Linked DNA regions of Capra hircus: region 2 is linked to region 1. A link is a contact called in public Hi-C data. All regions are on one chromosome and are shown on one strand. The core of a region is the stretch at or near the end of the contact, and the rest is flanking DNA. Distances in the headings are between cores, read along the strand shown.

Region 1 (2,916 bases), core at 200-2,699:
TAAGGGGATGGAGAGCACTAGGGTGGCAGAGGGACCCAATTAGACGGAACAGGCTGGGAAGGCCTCCACGAGGAGATGTTTAAACGGAGTACAGAGGAACACTTTTAGCCCATACTTCCTGTTGGTAGGGGCTTCCCTGATAACTCAGTTGGTAAAGAATCTGCCTCCAATGCAGGAGACCCCAGTTCGATTCCTGGGTAGGGGAATTCACTGGAGAAGGGATAGGCTACCCACTCCAGTATTTTTGGGCTTCCCTTGTTCAGCTGGTAAAGAATCCACCTGCAATGCAGGAGACCTGGGTTCGATCCCTGGGTTGGGAAGATCCCCTGGAGAAGGGAAAGGCTCCCCAATTCAGTATTCTGGCCTGGAGAATTCTATGGACAGTATAGTCCATGGGGTTGCAAAGAATCAGACAGGACTGAGTGCTTTCACTTTCTGTTGGTAGAGGAGTCTCACTGTGTTTCCTGTGTAATGATCAATTTAAATGCAGAAGACTCTCTCCCAGGACAGGGGTGGGCATTTCCCCACCATCGGCCAAGATGTCTCTCCAGAGATGGAAATGTTGAGCTTCCTTTTAATACAGGATCTCAAACCAGAGGGCTCTTTGGGGCTGGAGAGGTAATGGGTCCAGGGGCAGACAGTTCAGAATCAGAAAAGCACCCCCCACCCCAGTCAAGGCCATGAGATTGTCTGACTTGGTTCCGACACTCAAGGGGCATGACCCACAGTCCAGCCTGCAGGGAGGGAGCTTGTGGCCTCAGTGTGTGTGCCTGTGTGGTGTGTACCTATATGTGTGTATTTGTGTATCTGTGTGTATCTGTTTCTGTATGTGTACACAGCTCTGTGTGTGATGTGTATCTGTGTTTGTGGTGAGTGTATGTGTGTGTGTATCTGTGTGTCTGTGTATGTGTACATCTGTGTGTGTGGTGTGTCTGTGTGTATGTGTACATTTGTGTGTGTGTGACGTGAGTGCCTGTCTGTGTGTGCCTGTCTGTATCTGCGTGTATGTGTGTATCTCTGTGTATACTGTGTGCATATCTGTGTGTATCTGTGTGTGTTGTGTGTGCACATCTGCGTGTGTGACATGTGTGTGCCTGTGTGTACCTGCCTGTATCTGTGTGTATGTATATATCTCTGTGTATAGTGTGTGCATATCAATGGGTGTAGTGTGTGTGTATATCTATGTATGTATCTCTGTGCTGTGTGTATATGTGCATATCTGTGTATATCTCTGTGTATATCTACATGTGTAGCTGTGTGCATGTATATCTATGCGTGTATATCGATGTGTGCACACACACACGTGCAGGAGAACAAGTTTCCCCTCTTGGCGCGCTGGTTTTCTCTCTGTCCCCTTTCTGAGGCGCGGGGGCTGGGACTGGCACGCAGCTTCTGGCTTTGGCGGCGGCTCGCGATTCGCCTCTCTGCGGGTAGGAGGCGCCGGAAGCGGCCTGGCGCTCTGGAGGGAGCTCGGCTCGCCTGGCTCCCCGTCCAAGCCGCGGAAGCCGGGCTCCTCCCCTCTGCCGCAGCGAGTCCAGGCTGCAGGACCAGCGTTGTCGTCCTGACCTCCACCCCAGAGAAGGCCCACCAGCCGACCCACCCCCACCTCAGAGGTCTGGGCCCAACCCTGCTCGGGCATCCCTGCTGCTGGCGATTCCGTACGCTGCCCTCCCGGGGCTTCCCGCGGCCGCCACCTCCCTGATACACGGTTAGGTGCTCCTCACCGGGCTCAGGTGGCCCAGCCCCTGTCCTGGCCTTCGGGGGCCTTTCGGGCCCTGGAAAGATCAAAAGCAGGTGCCCCTGCAGGTGGTTATTAATTGCTCCCTGTTGAGAAAGAGGGGCTGGCTTGTCCGGGAGAGGTCAGCGGGTCTGTTCTCAGCTCCTCCCTGCGAGGACCTCCACGTGTCAGGGAGGAAAGACAGGGAGGAGAGGGGGACACGTGCGACCCCAGCTCCAGCCTCTGGCACACCCACCCCATCCCACCCTCCTGCCGGCTGGCCTGTTCTGCACACAGAGCCCTCTGGGGGGCAGGGCTCCTCCCGAAGGTCCCCGTGTCCCTCCACCTGGGTGGAAGGACCTTTGCAGGTGACCGGCCACCGCGCGGTCACCCACCCCTGTGGCTCACCCATAGGTCTGGCCAGCCAGCAACTGTGTCCCGACCAGGTAGAGACCCATCTGTTCCTGCCTTGGAAAATTCCAGAAACTGAGCTAGCTGAGGGCGCCATGGGGAGCACTCCTGAGATAACCTCCAAGTGTGAGGGAATGAGGTGGAAGCTGCAGTGGGGGGACAGGGGCAGGATGCTCCGATGCCTTTGGGGGAGGGACAGAGGCTGGCTCCTGGGATCTTGGGCCTTTCTGTTTCCTTTTCCAGGAAAGCCTTTCTTTCCCAGAAAACCTCTTTTGCTGCAGTTACCTGGCTGAGTCTTTGTTTCTTGTTCCCAGAAAAGCCCAGGAGGTGGAACCTAAGGAGAAGAGAAGAGGAACTTCCCTGGGGGTCCAGTGGCTAAGACTCCACACTCCCCATGCAGGGGGTTTGGGTTCAATCCCTGGTTGGGGAACTAATCTCACATGCTGCAACTGAAGCTCCTGCACATGGAGATGAAGGTCAAATATCCTGCATGCTGCAACAAAGGCCCGGAGCAGCCAACTAAATAAACAAAAATAAATACTAAACAAGACAAGACACCCAGCATGTATGGAGAACCTCTATGTGACAGGCACCGTGCTGGGGGCCTGGGCCCACGTGTGACAACTGAGGTCTGGTTAGTATCTCCAGCTGATGGAGGGGAGGGGAGCACAGTCTCAGAAGAAAGGGTGGCCCAGAGCCAGACGCCAGAACCTCACAGAACGGGCGGGACCGGTGGCAGGACGCTGGGCCGCAGGCAGGAACAGCCGTCTGCCCTCATATATTTTCTC
Region 2 (2,916 bases), core at 251-2,750, 330 kb before region 1:
AATGCAGGACAGGGGTAGATCCTATCAGATATGAGGCATAATTCTTCAGCTTAATTTCAACTAGTCCTGGGGGAGGTACTAAAAAATGACTAAATGTAATACTACCTTCTCAAAAGCTTTAGTAACAATAAACTTGATGATCACAGGGTGGAGATATTGTTCTATCCAAGATGCTTTTTTGTTTACCTTGCCTCTTTTTCTTCACACACACCTACTGTATTTTTAAATGAAAATTTTCTTATAAAATATATACTTGAGACTCTCATGATAAGAGTTTTACATAACTTCCTGTCTATAAAATTCTTCTTACTTGAGCTTTAAACTTTATGTGACTAGCACTAGTGTTTCTGTTTCATAATCTGGTCTTGTGCTGCATATTTATTATCTTTTGGTTTTTCCTTCCCTCACTATCTTACCTACATTCCTTTTTCTGCTTTGGTTCCCAACTTAGCTAGAGGATTTTATTCCTACCAAGGTCAGTATCTTTTAAATTTTTTTTCTTAAAAGTAAAACTGCAAACATACCAAAAAGCATAATAAAGGATTATGCACAAAACAACTTAGGCACTCATCATATTTTAAAATCAGCTTTTTAGTTATATAGTTGAGTGTGTGTGTGTGTGTGTGTGTGTGTGTGTGTGTGTGTATAGTTTATTGCCAATACTTTTGTTTGTTTTCTGGCTTTGTTTTCTTTTTTCTTTTTTTTTTAATTGCCAGTTTCTAAAGTTCCTCTTAGCTCTGGTACAAAAGATTGCCTTTTTTTTTTTTGGTTCCAGAAAATCTGGGTTGAGGGATGCTTCCTCTCCTTAAAGACAAGGAGTAAAGATACTTGGCTGTTCATTAGTAACTCATTTTCAAACATCCAGTCAGTGAGTATCACACACATGGGTGACCCTTTCTGAATTCTAGGCTGGGTCACATGTTGGTGCTGAGTGATGTGGTTCAGACATGATGTTCTCCTGCCTGTCCACACATAACTCAGTGTGCAGGTTCTGATATTTGAGATCCTGGCAAACTTACTGCTCCTAAAAGTGAATTTGCCTGGTGAGGTGGCTCAGTTTTCCTTTTCCATGGTAAGAAAAGGGGGGTGGGATGTAGTGTGTAATTTAAAAACAGTTACACACAAGCTGAGTAGTCAGACAATTAGGTCAGAATTCTCTCAGGTATAAGGATTTTCCTATGCCAAAAAAATCCCATGGGCGCAAGAAAATGGGGTGAAAGAATGGAGTTTTAGATCTCGGGGCAGAAGAGAATGAATGGCCCTCCAGTCCTAACTACTGCCCAGCAAAGAGGAGATGTAATTTAATTAGGCTTTCTGACACTGAGGCCCAAGAGTAAAAAGATTTAATATTATTTTTTCTTCTTATTTAATTTCCTACTCCTTGTCCTACCCTAACCCCTGCCCCCTTCCCTGGTTCATTTCTGATAGAGCCACTGAATAGTATTAAAGTGGTTATAAATAAACTGATTTGGCACCATCATTCTACCGCTGACTGGCGAAACATTGAGCCTGACACTTTAGGAAGTGTAAATGATCTCATGGCAGAAATGAAGATTAGGTTTGGTCTCTAACTGGGCAGAGTAAGGAGGTTTTTTGAGGAAAGGTGCTGATCTTTTTTGCCTGTTCAAGTATACAAAATGTTTTATGAGGTCTGTACATTAGGGCCAGTTGCTTCTAAAGGTACCTTCATTGTTCTGAGAGTTTTAACTTAGGAATTTCTCCTGCCTTGAGTTAAGCCTTTATTCTGTAACAACTAAAATTTGTAAGAGAAGACAATTTTTTGTGTTTTGACCTTTCCCAGAATGCATAGATGTAAATGTCTATTGGGCTTAATTAGTCTCCTCTTCCTATTTAAAAGTAGAGGGAGGTTTTCAAAAGTGAAATCATGTCATTATGATAATATTTTTATTATAATTATAATGAATATTATAGTGAAGGGACAATAAATAAAAACATATTTGAATAAGAATCAAAGATTTAAGTCACCTGATTTTCATTAGAAGAAATTAATCTTCTTTGGAGTAGTCACCAAATATACTTTACCATACTAGGATAGTCCTCAACTGTGAAAACACTTGTTACTGACTTTCATAAAAAGTTGTTGGACATAAGCTCTCATTCTAGCCTACAACATGCCCTTCCCTCCACTTTTTCTTTTAGATTGGTGTAGAATTTGAATACTGTAAAATTCACCATTGTAGTCATTTTAAAGTGTACAGTTCAGTGCTTTTTTTTTTTTTTTTTGGTATAGTCACAGTATTGTGCAGCCATCCCATCTCATTCCCAGACATTTTTATCACTCCCAAAAGAAACCCCATAACCTTTGGAGTCACTCCATTCCTCCCTTCCCCCAACTTCTGGCAACTGCTAACCTTCATTCTGTCTCTGTAGATCTGCCTTTTCTGAACATTTCCTATAAATGGAATTATATAGAGACATGATCTTCTATGTCTGGCTTTGCTTTCATAAAATTTATCCATTTTTATATATATCAGTACTTCATTCCTCTTTATGGAGGGAATATTCCATTGGATGTTTAGACCTTATTTGTCTATTTATCAGTTGATGGACATTTAAACTTTCCCACTTTTTGGCTTTTTTTAAAAATTATTCATTTATTTATATATTTGACTGCATCTGGTCTTGGTTGCAGCATGCGGGATCGTTTGTTGCATCTCACAGACTTCTCTCCAGTGTGGTGTGTGGACTTGGTTGTCCTTCAGCATGTGGGATCTTAATTACCCCCCAAGGAGGAAACCGATGTCCCCTGCAGTGGAAGGTGGATTCTTAACCACTGGGCCACCAGGGAAGTCCCCACTTTTTTGGCTTTATGAACAGAGCTACTATGAACATGCATGTAAAAAGTTGTGTTTGAATATGTCTTCAATTCTCCTGGGAGTGTATACCCAAGAGTAG

Evidence for each region. A called contact is a pair of places that touch in the nucleus more often than the background predicts.
Region 2: a Hi-C map of blood shows a contact between it and region 1, with 4 times the contacts expected there. The contact joins two enhancer-like sites. A contact is called at or near these places in 4 of 5 Hi-C or Micro-C datasets (blood and liver).

Annotation. Positions count from the first base shown.
Region 1 is chr16:69,766,499-69,769,414 of ARS1.2, reverse strand. No RefSeq gene overlaps it. Among named protein-coding and RNA genes, the nearest start is that of NENF, 19 kb to the left of the region's middle. Within about 2 kb of position 1,449, at least 3 of the 5 cell types and tissues checked have an H3K27ac peak or open chromatin away from gene starts, as enhancers often do.
Region 2 is chr16:70,092,840-70,095,755 of ARS1.2, reverse strand. All of the region lies in intron 11 of DTL (denticleless protein homolog), which reads left to right. Among named protein-coding and RNA genes, the nearest start is that of INTS7, 32 kb to the left of the region's middle. Within about 2 kb of position 1,500, at least 1 of the 5 cell types and tissues checked has an H3K27ac peak or open chromatin away from gene starts, as enhancers often do.